3 separate regions of the Mus musculus genome follow, and regions 2 and 3 are each linked to region 1. Evidence: chromatin contacts called from public Hi-C and Micro-C data. All regions are on one chromosome and are shown on one strand. The core of a region is the stretch at or near the end of the contact, and the rest is flanking DNA. Distances in the headings are between cores, read along the strand shown. Region 1 has its middle 10 kb from the start of Gm46916. Region 2 overlaps Gm33100 (predicted gene, 33100). Region 3 overlaps Bmp2k (BMP2 inducible kinase).

What was found. A called contact is a pair of places that touch in the nucleus more often than the background predicts.
Region 2: a contact with region 1 is called in a Hi-C map of the G1E-ER4 cell line, with 1.9 times the contacts expected there. The contact joins two enhancer-like sites. A contact is called at or near these places in 6 of 39 promoter capture datasets (the 3T3-L1 cell line, embryonic stem cells, liver and 2 more), 1 of 15 datasets of contacts at CTCF or cohesin (CD8 T cells), 8 of 484 Hi-C or Micro-C datasets (CD8 T cells, the G1E-ER4 cell line, Sertoli cells and 4 more) and 5 of 115 datasets of contacts at active chromatin or transcription factors (CD8 T cells, astrocytes, embryonic stem cells and 1 more).
Region 3: a Micro-C map of the G1E-ER4 cell line shows a contact between it and region 1, with 2.7 times the contacts expected there. The contact joins two enhancer-like sites. A contact is called at or near these places in 11 of 39 promoter capture datasets (the 3T3-L1 cell line, 3T3-L1-derived adipocytes, the C10 cell line and 7 more), 2 of 15 datasets of contacts at CTCF or cohesin (CD8 T cells and the G1E-ER4 cell line), 3 of 484 Hi-C or Micro-C datasets (all in the G1E-ER4 cell line) and 6 of 115 datasets of contacts at active chromatin or transcription factors (CD8 T cells, bone marrow-derived macrophages, embryonic stem cells and 2 more).

Annotation. Positions count from the first base shown.
Region 1 is chr5:96,949,463-96,953,784 of GRCm38.p6, forward strand. No RefSeq gene overlaps it. Among named protein-coding and RNA genes, the nearest start is that of Gm46916, 10 kb to the left of the region's middle. Within about 2 kb of position 2,444, at least 35 of the 459 cell types and tissues checked have an H3K27ac peak or open chromatin away from gene starts, as enhancers often do. A contact at or near this core is called in the G1E-ER4 cell line, where this site is marked.
Region 2 is chr5:96,883,578-96,887,899 of GRCm38.p6, forward strand. Gm33100 (predicted gene, 33100) reads left to right here. Exons shown (of 4, transcript NR_166594.1): 3 at 1,977-2,102. Among named protein-coding and RNA genes, the nearest start is that of Gm33100, 6.4 kb to the left of the region's middle. Within about 2 kb of position 1,779, at least 11 of the 459 cell types and tissues checked have an H3K27ac peak or open chromatin away from gene starts, as enhancers often do. A contact at or near this core is called in the G1E-ER4 cell line, where this site is marked.
Region 3 is chr5:97,015,220-97,019,541 of GRCm38.p6, forward strand. The region is part of intron 1 of Bmp2k (BMP2 inducible kinase); the gene reads left to right. Among named protein-coding and RNA genes, the nearest start is that of Bmp2k, 20 kb to the left of the region's middle. Within about 2 kb of position 2,087, at least 36 of the 459 cell types and tissues checked have an H3K27ac peak or open chromatin away from gene starts, as enhancers often do. A contact at or near this core is called in the G1E-ER4 cell line, where this site is marked.

The DNA.
Region 1 (4,322 bases), core at 1,194-3,693:
AGGCTGCAAACCACTGGCTTAAGGGCTCTTGTGCCTGAGCTCTCGCCTCTGCTTTGTGAAATCCTCACCTTCTTTGGCTTCATTGGATGACTCTTCATTCCGAAGTCTGAAAAATGCCCCCATCTTTCTGCTAAATCTGTATGGTACTTGTTCCAGGTGCTCATTTATTCCCACTCATTACAGTAATTTCTAGGAGTCAGTCCAGTGCAGTACTGAAAGTTTAGACTATGGAATCCACCAAGCTTCCAGGACTTTCTCTAACACTCCCCATATGAGCTTGGAGAAAATTGCTTAATTATTTTTCTCCTCAATTGTTAGGTGGAGATTACAACAACTGCACCTACCATTGTAGATCAATTGATTGTTGTTGCAAAGATGAAGCAAAGATAACAAAGATAACAGATCTATCGGTGTTGGGGAACAGCCAAATCTCGGGGAATGCAGCTTCCTACTGTTTTTATTTATTGTTATCTACAGATGGTACATCCTGAGTAATGTGGAATATGTCTTAGTACACACACAGCATGTACTCAGTAGGATTGAGCTGTACCCCAGACCTAAGAACTACAACCTCTATGGTGCAATATCCCCACATTGCACAATGCTGAGGTCTAGACTGTGTAAATGCTTTGTAACGTGTGGAATCCACTGAGAAATGGTGAATTATTTTTAACATGGCAGTACTTGGAGCTTCTTTGGTGCATTTCCACGTCTCTAGGGTTAGTCTAGCCATTATGTGAGATCAGAGTTGTCCCAGAGGAAACACTAAAAGTTCTGTGATCCAGACTCTACTCCCCCCGCCCCCAGTTTGAGATAAACCTAAATTGATAGTCACCCTCCCTGCCTCTGCGCCGCACGCTCTTCTGCTGTAGTGGATAAGCCGTTCAGAACCCACCTAAAGCCTCTCACTCTACACACTCAAAATGGGCTCTTGAAATCCCTCCCCTTCCTGCATCTCCCCTCTTTCCTCTCTCCATTAACATTTAAATATTCCAACTTTTTTTCTATCTAAAATTAAAAAAAAAAAAAACTTTAAAAATCAACCACCAGGGTCAAGGTTGTAGCTCAGCTGCACAGAACTTCCCTAGCACGTGTGTGTCCCTGGGTAGATCCCGGAACGGCGAATAAAATAAATACCAACACAAATGTCTCAGACCTATGTTGTCCTCAAGCTGTCTCCCATTTTCTTGGGTCTCCTTTATAACAACATCCCTCTGTTGGATTCTGCGTGGATTGTCTGTGATTTTATTTCTTTCTCTCACCATTTTCTGTTGACCCATTTCTACAGGGTTTCTGTTCCCAACTCTCCGCAGAATACAAGTCTCAGTTTGCCAATGACCTGGAACTTTCTCAGACATGTTGAACAGTGGGAAATAAACTTTTATTGTATTTATCCATTGTGTTTGGTTATTATTTTCTTAATCCCAAAAAATCTGTTCCAGCTGATAGGATGAAGCTAATCACTTCCACATTCACATGTCCAGTTTCTGGAGACAGTTTATACTTGTTAACCGTCTAGAACACAACCAACTAAATATGTAATAAGAGTCTCAAACTCAGCATAGCCATACTGAACTTTGAATTTCCTTCTCCAAGAAGTAGCTCCCTGTCAGAACATAGCCCTCACCTCGTCGTCCTCAAGCCTTGGAGTGACCTCTACTCCCATCCATTCCGTTCATTTTGCCAGGAAAGGTCGCCATCCCCTCTGCTGCATCAGCTTCCTGCCCAGTGAACCCGATCCCCCCTGCCAGTCTTCTGAATGTGGGAGCAGGGAATCCCAAGAGAAGAGGTCAATGTCGGTCATTTCTCTACACAGAAACTCCTCTAGTATCTTCGTGTGAACTAGGAAGCCCTTACACCTTGACCTCCAAACCCTAACAGTGTTACCTGCCTGATAGATAACCACCCATTACACTCCTCCTTTTCCTTACAGACTCCTAGCTTCTTCACTTTTCTACACACACACACACACACAAGAGAGAGAGAGAGAGAGAGAGAGAGAGAGAGAGAGAGAGAGAGAGAGAGAGACCACGACTACTATTCAAGCCTCACTAATCTCTGGGTTGCAGCTTGTAAGCTAGCAACCACCACCCCAAGGCTCTTCCTCTGGATTCCTTGAGAATCTAGAGTCTAGATCATCTCAAGACTCCCTGCTGTCCTTACAAGCCTCTCTTTAAGCATTAAACTCTGCTTTGAAAGGCCTCTCTGTTACTCATCCATACGACAGTGAGAATATGGAGATGAGATGAAATCTGTCAGATAAATGGCCTCCTCCCTCAAGAAACTGTTATATCACATTGGAGAGTGGCCTTCCTGGAAAGTTTCCTAGAAGAGGGGCCCATAAACCGAATCTTTAAGAGAAAAGAGTTAAGGGAGAGGGCGGGAGGGGGTGATAAGGCACACACTTTCAGGAAGACAGCATAATCGTGCGGGTATATGGGTAGGGTGCTGAGGCCGCCAGATGAGCCCTATCTGTCTCCAGAGCCTGGTCATGTGCTATGATATGAGCAGTAGGAACAGCTCAGTGACATGCATGGGTGGAAAGAAGTGACAGATCACAAGAATGCTACAGGAGAGAAACCAAAATAGACATGAAGGCTGCAGAACATTGCCAACAATGAAGGGGGACACTCGAGCATGGGGTTCAAAAGAGTGCCTGTTAGTAAAAGCCAGAGGCAGAGTTCATCCTGTAAGAAATGCTCAGGAACAATCCTGTTCCTTAGACAGGAAGGGTCAGAGACCTTCATGCTGACCTTCACTCGTCTCCAGTGAATCATTGTTCTTGGGATCCAGCCCCTCCTATGCCTTCAATCTGGGCTGGATCTATTATTTGCTTTGACTCCCTAGTTCTAAACCATATAAGAACCCCTTATCTCACCCTGAGAACATTTACAGTGTTTGAAAACAGTGGAAACTAGGAGGGAGAGCCGCTATACAATTTCCATGATACTCTCCTGCAGAATGTGTGATGTTACCTTACAGTGCATTAATTCCCTACAGCAAAGAGTCACCTGACCCACAAGGCCAAGTATTCTGAAATTACAAAGCAAGTAGAACACAGCTTCATCTTTATCTCAGCCAGAGCTAGACATTAAGATGAAATAAGGCTATAAGCAAGTAAAGAAGGTTATGATTCAAAAACTAAGTTTTAGAATGATTTGTCACACTATAGTCAATAAAATAATAGCCAAAAGTATAGATAGTGTTCTAAGTACTTCTTCACTATGCTGTATGAGATGGAATGTGTTATGTTCGGTATGTCTTAGGAATGAGGAAATCTAAGCATAGAAGTTCAGAGGAGTTAAGTTCCCACTCAGGGTTAGCACAACTTGAGAATTAGGTATTGACTCCAAAGTCTGTCTGTGAACCAACAAGCCCTACAAACCATAGTCACACATCCATTCATTCAACGTTTATAGAGAAGCTACCGTGGGCTCGAAGGGTGCACTATCAACCCAAACTAAGAAAAAAGAAAATCCGGTCTCATGGCACTTACTTCTAGTGAAGTAAGCTATAGAAGCTATAGAAGATGGGACAACACCCATTCATATGGTGTGATGGACATTGCTTAAAGATCTGGCTGCTAGCCATCTAGTCAGGTACACCTATTCACACTGGGAAATTATCCACTCTATTAGATGGAGTCTGTGGGGATTGTCACTAAAGGTGCCCAACTCTGCTAGCCATTCCAGCATGGGTGACTTTATTGTAGTATTTGTCTCTTCAGAATAGTAGCAACAAGACTGAGAATTGTTGGAGTTCCATCCCAGTGGTGGCTCCCTGATAAAACTATTGAGAGATCACTGCCACACAGACTTTTACCCCTGCCCAGATTTCAACCTGTTTATAGGCCCTGCTCTACAAATGTATTGATTCTGAGCTACCTGATGGCCTTCTAGAACTGGGAAGGGACTGGCTCTGAGGCTTATGATGAAAGAACTCCAAATCTGGAGCTTAGGAGAAGGTCCCTAAAACTGCTGAGAACCAATCGAATGTTAGTGCCTCCTAATCACCCCTAGAAACTTCATCTCCAGCATCTAAATATGAGCGGCTGGTATTTCCTCAGTCTTATGTAAAATCTTTAAGCCAAACTGCTGCAAGCTTCCTTCCTGAGACTATGTTACCTCAGTAAGAGCTTTGAGAGGAGCCATTCTGAAGCCAACACTGCAAGCCATTTCACAGCAGAGACTGAGGTACAACATCACAGGTTGGTGAAACTGGGATTCAAACCAAACTGTATGGAAAGCTAAGGTTAGAGCTGAGCCTGGCTTCAGAACCAGGCCAGCAGCATACAGACAAGAAAAACCAGCTTCCTAGGCCCC
Region 2 (4,322 bases), core at 529-3,028, 67 kb before region 1:
AAGGGCATGCTCATGTTTATTGCGGTGCTGGTGGCACATGCGGGAACCAAAACCAACCAAGTGTTCACCAGTCGGTGACAAGAAACATGTGCTACGTACACACAATAGAATGCTATTCTGCCATACACGGGGTGAAATTCTGTTCCATGTGACAATAAAGTTGAAAACGAGGATGATTTCAAGTGAAGCAAGACAAGAAGACGATTACCAGTGACACTCAGTCCTGTTGATCTCTGTGTTAGTTTGAATAAGTTTGAATGCTTGGCCCATAAGGAGTGGCACTATTAGGGGATGTGGCATTTCGGAGGAAGTGTGCCACTCTGCAGGTGGGCTTTGAGGTCTCTTATGCTCAAGCCCCACCCAGTAGAGAATCCAGTCTCCTCCTCTCTGCCTGTAGACCAAGATGTGGAAGTCTCCACTCCTCCAGCACCCTGCCTGCCTGCACATTGTCCTACTTAACCGTCTTGATAATAATGGACTAAACCTCTGAACCTGTAAGCCAGCCCCAACTAAATGTTCTCCTTTATAAGAGTTGCCTTGGTCATGGTGTCTGTTCACAGCAGTGAAAATCCAAACTAAGACAATCTCCTAATGTTGAGAGAGAATTGGAATGGCGGTTGGCTGGGGAAATACAGAGGCCGGGGTAGGGCTGGTTGTATGGATAGAGTCCTGTTGAATAGGAGCACAAAGCATTGTTGTGGATTGGTTAGGTGGCTCTTTGGATAAAAGCACCTGCCACCGAGCCTGACAACCTGAGTTCCACTCTCAGGACCTGTGTGGTAGACAGAGAGAATTATAAGTAGTTCTCTGACACACATACACCTGTACAGATACACATACTTACACAATAAATTAAAATGTAATAACTTTTAAATTTCTGTTATGTTTTTGAACAATAGTATACTACAGATCACAACAATAATCTCCATATATCAAAAAACAAGAAGAAAGAATTTTGATTTCCCATAAGGAAATGATTAATGTCTCAGGAGATGAACATGTTTGATCCAATTTAAACATTATACAATGTATACATGTATTAAAACATCATGTTGCAACTCATTAATATATGTTATGGAATTCTAGTAGAATCTGATAGTTGTTTTCTAGAAGTCCTGTGGCCTTGAAGAAATTATTGTAGCAAACAGTGATTGTTTTTTGTTATCTGCAGAGTTGTTTTTCTGAAGGAGCTTTACGGCCTTTGTGGGACTTTGGTCACAGGAGGGTCCTGGCGAACATGGAATGTCTTGAATGATTGAGTACTACAAAGAGTGCACAATAAGGACGAATGCTGCAGAGCTGTGAGGTTTTCCTTCAGGAGACATACAGATTAGATTGGGGGCCTTGGTATGAGAAACTTGTTTTACCAAAAAAAAAACAACTTTAGTTAACCATCAATAGATACATTTTTGGAAGGCTGTTTGACATTCAGTCCAGAGAGGCTGGACCTCCCCGGAGCCAGCGAGGCCTTAACTTATCCTTGAGTGACCCTCTTGCTTTGATCACCCCGCATGGTTCAGAACAGTGACAAGTATATACAATTTAATGTTTTCCTGTAGTAGCTAAAATGAGAAAAAAGTTTTCTAGTTTCTGCAGTACCAGACCTTCCCATGAAGCAGGTTGAGAGTGTCGTAGTTAGGGTTTCTACTGCTGTGATTAAAACACCATGACCAAGAGCAGTTTGCCGGGGGCCAGGAGTGGGGGTGGGGTGGGCGGGAGGGGGGCTATTTCACCTTAGAGCCTACAGTGCACCGCGAAGGGAACCCTTGGCAGGAACTGATAAGAGGCCATGGGGGAGTGCGGTCTACTGACTTGCCCCTCATGATCTGCTCAGTCTGCAGTCTTACACCATGCAGAACCACCTGCCCAGAGGTGGCACTGCCCACTGTTGCAGGGGCCTTTCCACATCAACCATTAGGAATGCCCACCAGACCTTTCCACAGTCCAATTTCTCTACTAAGATGTCCTCTTCCCAGATATGCCTAGGTGTGTGTCACGTTGAGAAAAACCCAGCACAGAGAAAGAATGGAGTACCTGCCATTCAGCATGTCCATCACGGATACACCAGGAGAAAAGGCCGGGACAGGAGGGACTGATTCAAAGTAAGAAAAACTTTGCCAAGAACCAAAGATATTCTATTTTCTTCCCTCTGGGAACACCTTGTGCTTCTAAGCAGAGATGGTGAGTCTCAGGCCCTGCACCCAAGCTGAACAGCTGCTACACTTCGGTGGAGCTGCGTATTGCCCCTGTGATTATTCAAAAGCAGGCGATCCACACGTGAGAGTCTGAGGCCACGCCCATCCAAGAAAGCTGCAGGTCCAGCACGGTGGGAACCGCGACCCCTCTGACCTCGCTCCTGTACAATTCCCCAGTTCCCACTGCACAGGCTTCCACTCTGCTCCCAAAGTAGATGCCCCCCACCTCAGGGCCTTTGCACTTGCCCTCCCGAACAAGAAACTGCCTCTTTTTCTCGCCCTATCAGGTTTCTCTTCCGATAGCCCACTATCCATCGCCACCCTCCATGAAAAAACAACTTCAAGTACTTCCTGTCTCTTGTCTTGCTCTACCTCCTATATAAAACTCAAGACTTTTTTTTTTCATGTGTGTATGGTGTCTTCTAGAAAAACATGCTCTGAGAGAGGGGAGACTGATTCCTTTCAGATACAGCACAGTCTCAGAATCTGTGGTAGAACCTGATGCCAAGTACGTTACCGTACTTACAAATGAATGAACGAATGATAAACATCAATACCTTGGCTTTCTTTTCCTCCCAGTCAGTCTTTCAGGCTGCTATGGCCAACTATAAATGTCTTCGAAATAGAGAAGCTGGGTTAGGTTCTGTCGATATGATCATGCGCACTGATCTGTGACCAAGAACCCTCCTCAGCAAGGGCTCTGTTTTAATGACCAATGTCTCCAGTTAGACACTTTCTTAGCCATTATTTAATGTTTCATTTTATATATCTAGAGACTGACAGAGAAGTGGCTTGCTTAGGGTAAAGGTTTAGGTTTGTAGGTATTTTTTGCTGAATACTTTAAAAACTTTGATTCTACTAATATTATTTCCATATATGTGTATATATATATACATGTGCATATATGTGTGTATATATATATATATATCCATGTGGAAAAATAATTTTAAATTGTTCAGTGTGTTGTTCCTCCTCCTCCTTCTAAGGTTTATTTATTTATTTTAAGTATGTGAGTACATTGTAGCTGTCATCAGACACACCAGAAGAGGGCATCATTACCGATGGTTGTGAGCCACCATGTGGTTGCTGGGAATTGAACTCAGGACTTCTGGGAGAGCAGTCAGTGCTCTCAACCGCTGAGCCATCTCTCCAGCCCCCAGTTCCTCCATCTTCATGCCTACGTGGTGTAAGATTGCAATTGTAACTCATGGGATTTCATATATGAGAGGAATTTGTTAACCTCTATCATCTAGTTTCTTTCCTATCTTAAAAGATATGGTTGTTAAGAAGAATCAACACAACCAAATAGCTTGTTTAAATTCTTACAAGGACCAGTTACACGTACATTTCTAAATTACTATCACTGTTTGTCATCTTATCAACTTTTGGCACCTATTATCCAGTTGGATACTGTTGGCTCCCAGGACGTAGAGACATTCATCATTTTAGCAAAAGTACGGGCTGGTTACACTAGGCAAGGCACAAGCTAAAATCATTTTGTTGCTGTTGTCATTGTTGTTGTTGAGTGACAATAAATGTTTTAAACTTTTAAACAAAAGTCAAAACCCAAAAACATCTTGGCTGAAAATCATTGGTGCCAACTAAATTATCCTGTATAGGACATTCTTCTGCCCTTCAGACTATGCTGCAGAACTTTCTCCTTGGGTTTGTCTCTGTGAGGAAAAAAGGAAAATCAGAAAAGCAAGTAATTGCTTAGGCCTAACTTAGAGATAGGCATATTATTTTAAACAAGGTAACAGAAATTTTATTCTAAGATTTGAAAGGTTTTACCCCCGTCTCCGGGAGTAGATTTCCAGCAGCATTTGACAGAGCTGAGATGGTGAATTCAGACAGTTGGGAGAAATTTGAGCTGTATTAATGGCACCTAGAACACCAAATTCCCTGAGGTTTGGATATGGTTTGGGTGTGTTCACAAAAAGCTCATGGATCTCAGGCTTAAAACTTACTGTGACTGTGTTGTAAGGGGAGTGAAGACCTTCACAGGTGGGACTGAGTGGAAGGTCCTTAGGTCAGTGAGCTTGCATCATGGGATGCTGAGTTATCCAGAGACAAAGTTGTTTTAAGAGAGTCAGACCCCTTAAATAACTCTCTAGCTTCCTTACTGGC
Region 3 (4,322 bases), core at 837-3,336, 65 kb after region 1:
CCATCCACCCAGAAGTTGTTCTATTGCTCTTGGCCTTCTGGGGAAGATTGTCAGCCTAGCAGGGTCACACTGTTGCTGCCTGCCTCTCCCAGCAGCTCTCGGATGTTAGAAGCATCTCAGGTGGAGGCGAGCTCTCTTGCTCACCTCTCCTCTCTGTACAGTAGTGTTGTCTGGCTTGAGTGTCCCCTTCTTGCTCCTGTTGTGACAACTGCAGTGAGTCCAGAGCACAGCTCCCCGCTGTGCCTGGAAGACAGCTTTCCTAAGTTATCCTCCACCTTGGCTCCTATGGTCTTCCTGCCCCCTCTCCCACAGTGATCCTAGCCTTGGGATGAAGAGTATGATAACAGATGGTCCAGTTAGGGCTGAGCACTCTGCATTCTCTCATCCTGTGCATGCTGACCTGTTGGGAGTCTCTGCTGATTGCCATTTTCTGAGTGAAGAAACTTCTCGGGTGAGAGATGGGCAAAGCACTGATGTGGGGTTTCAGCCATAAGTTATTACAATACTGTGTCAGCTTATCAGAATGATGATAGCAGATTCTCCACGGCCCATGACCTACCTAGCCACAGGCTCATTAATAGGAATGGGTTCTAGCTTCTGGAGTGGCCTTAAATCCAGTCAGAAAGAGGTTAGTTACTCCCGGAAGATAGCCAAGGCCAAAGGACTGGCGAGAAGCTGGAAATGTGGTGGAAGGAAACAGGGGAAATGGGTATACTTGTTGGATACCTTTCGGAAACCTACCCCATCTTCTTTTCCTCTTTTTTTCTGTGCTGGGCTGGATTCCAGCGCTTTGTACATGGACCTTAACCTTTAAAAGCAGTTGAAGAGACGGTTTAAGGATGGGGAGAAACACGTGGAACGGGAGTGTTGAAAAGGCAGTTGGTTACATATTCCAATCCATTTCTATATGAGCTAGCATCTCCTTTTGAGATTGTGTTTTAATCACAGCGTTTCTCCCTTCTCTTCTCTCCCTCCAGAGCCTCCCATATGCCCCTGCTCACTTCCCTTAAGCCTCATGGCTTCTTTCATCAGTCAGCTCTTTGATTCATCAAAATTCATGATTTAAACGCTGTTGTAACATATTATGCTTATTTGCATAATGTCTGTAGCCATTTATAGTCATCATGATTATCTAAAGAATGGTGCTTTTGTTGTCCCAGGCTGTGCTTCCCTCCAGTGTCTGATGCGCATATAACTATTTTCATTGGGAGAGGTTTTCACGTTGATTGTAATGTTGAATGTGTATTGTTTAATATACAAGTTCTGTCTCAGTATGACTGGCTTTTAACAAAAGAGAACATTTAGCATTTTAAAGAATTTTAAAAGTATTATGTCATTACTACTTATTTTTAGGTATGTGTGGTGTATGCACACTTGTGGAGGCCAGAAAGGGCATTGGGTTTCCTGGGGCTGGAGTTAGAGGCCCCACGCAGGTGCTGGGAACAAACCCTGTTCCTTTGTAAGAATAGGACACTGCTGAGCCATCTCTCCAGCCACAGTGACCGGCTTTTCTATCAAAAGTGCGGCTTGTTTATAAGGCAGAACCCAGGCTGAACATGCCTGTTGGAAGAGTTTGACTAGCTCTACCCAGATGATGCCGGGTTGATCAAACTGGTAAGCCACAAGGATGCTATCCAAGTGGGTTCCAAAATAATCTCTTAGCCAAGTTCCCAAACAGCTCAGCAGTAGTGGCAGACTTTTTGCTTGTTAACCCAGGTCAAACACAGACTTCTTCATTGATGTGTTCCCGTTGTCCATGTTGTTGGAAAGCAGTGATGATGTGGGCTGGGTTTCCATCCCCAGTGGGGAGAGGACACACTGAGTCTGGAATACTAAGCACAGGGACTTGGGAGCAAATGTGCTCCACTCTGCCTGACAGATCTGATAAATAGCAACTAGACAAGCTTTCTTTGTAAGGGAAGAATTCTACAGATTGCTCCTTCGGTTTGAAAGTCTTGTTTGTGTTGAGTAACTCAAGGTAAAGTATTTGAAACACTGTAGCGCGTGCTTTTCTTAGAGCTGACACAGAATGGGTAAATATGTATCTGTTTCCTGAGCCAAGACTTTGGTATCAGGCTTGCAGTGTAACAGATAGAGGCTCTGCTGATGCCTCTGCAGTGTAGCAGATAGAGGCTCTCTGCCGATGCTTTGGCTCCGATTGGGATTTTCCTTGGTATCCTTTTCTGAAGTAATTACAGAAGGCACTGTGTTTCCTTGGCACGCTTGAGATGGTTGAAGTGCCAGTGGAAGCACTGGCGGGTTAGGGCCAGGGCCGTGATAAAAGGGGAGTTAACATATCCTGCTCACTGTGATCTGGTTCTTCTTCCACATTTAAAAAAAAAAAAGTGGATTTTCATTGGGGTGGATGTGAAATTACCACACATCCTGGCTTCCTTGTGGATAGTCAGGGCATATTTTAATGCTTTCTGTATGCTAGCTTTCTTAGTCTATCTTGTATATTTAACTACCTCAGAACTAGGTGACTGGGACGTAGTTGTATGGAAGTTATTTAATGTCAGGTTAGCTCAGTTTCCAGGTATTCTAAATGAGTTTTGCTTCCTGGGATCAAGTCATGTTAATGCTTTGTGTTGGAATGGCTTATACTATGCAGTACAGCTCCAGTTCTGAAGCAGGGCTGGGTATTTAACCCACTGGCTCATCACTTTTTAAAAAAGCATGAGTGCCGCCAGATGGTGGTGACTCACATCTTTAATCCCAGCACTTGGGAGGCAGAGGCAGGAGGATTTCTGAGTTTGAGGCCAGCCTGGTCTACAAAGTGAGTTCCAGGACAGCCAGAGCTATACAGAAAAACCCTGTCTCGAAAAAACAACAACAACAACAACAAAAAACACCCCCAAAAAACCCCCTCAAAAAAAAAAAAGCATGAGTGATATCATCACTTTAGTTCCCAGTCCTACAGAAAACAAGAGCAGAAGAGGGAAACATTAAAATAGCTATTTTTGCATAGTAAAAATAGAACTATTATTATAAGTTAAACATTTAAAATAAAAAACAGCAAGGTTAGGCATGATAGTAACAAAGTTCAGATTTGAATGACATTATTCCTGTACAGCAAATATCTAAATGTAGTAAATCCTAAATTATATTTTATTTCATATATGGGTTTGGAGGGTGACTATATTACAAAACATTAGTATATAATGTCAAGACTTTTGTTTTCTGCAAACAAGTTTATTTTTTTTTCTCCATTAAGAGGCATCCAAAATATTTTAAGATAGAAATATACATTTTATAATGCTAATTAACTGATTTTTCTTTACCTTGTACTGATACCTTACCAGTCTGTTTATTCCTCCATTAATTCTCCACATGATGGGTCAGTTCACAAACATAAGTCCTGAGAATTTATAACTGTAGAGTCCTGGCTCTCTTGCCTTTGGTACAGGTATGATACCAAACTATGGCTAATACTCTCTCTTTTTTTTTAAGTTGTAATTTTTTTAATGGATATTGTCTTTATTTACATTTCAAATGTTCTCCCCTTTCCCGGTTACCCCCTCCACCCCCCCAGCGATGCTAGGATGAAGCTCCTCCTTTAGAGAGCACAGTGCTCTTCTCAGCTGCATGCTACTGTCCAGGGTTTCCCTCCACTTTTCCTCATTCCGTAAAGAAGACAGTCAACTTACGGCCTTGTAAGTCAGGATTTTTATTCTTTTTGTTTGTTTGTTTTTTGAGATAGGGTCTTAACTATTTAGTCTTGAACATGCTGTACAGACCAAGCTGGCCTTGAACTGGAAGTGGTCTGCCTGCTTCTGCCTCCCATATGCTAGACTTACATATGTGTAGTGCCATGTCCTATCAAACAAATCACTCTGGGGTGGACTGCAGGTGAGCAGGGTGGAAGGAGCAGGTGAGCAGGGCTGCGGGGTGGAGGGTGGACAGCAGGTGAGCAGGGCTGCGGGGTGGAGGGTGGACAGCAGGTGAGCAGGGCTGCGGGGTGGAGGGTGGACAGCAGGTGAGCAGGGCTGTGGGGTAGAGGGGAGCAGGTGAGCAGGGCTGTGGGGTGGAGGGTGGACTGCAGGTAAGCAGGGCTGTGGGGTGGAGGGAGCAGGTGAGCAGGGCTGCGGGGTGGAGGGTGGACTGCAGGTGAGCAGGGCTGCGGGGTGGAGGGTGGACCACAGGTAAGCATGGTGGTGAAGAAGAAGCTGAAGCAGTGTGTAGAAAACAACACTTTCACATCTGGGCATGACAACTAGCACCACTATTTTACCTCAGAAGACACTGCTAGAACACTATTTCAGACCAAAACGTCCACATAGTCTAGTCACAGCATGTACACAGTGAGTTAGCCATACAACATG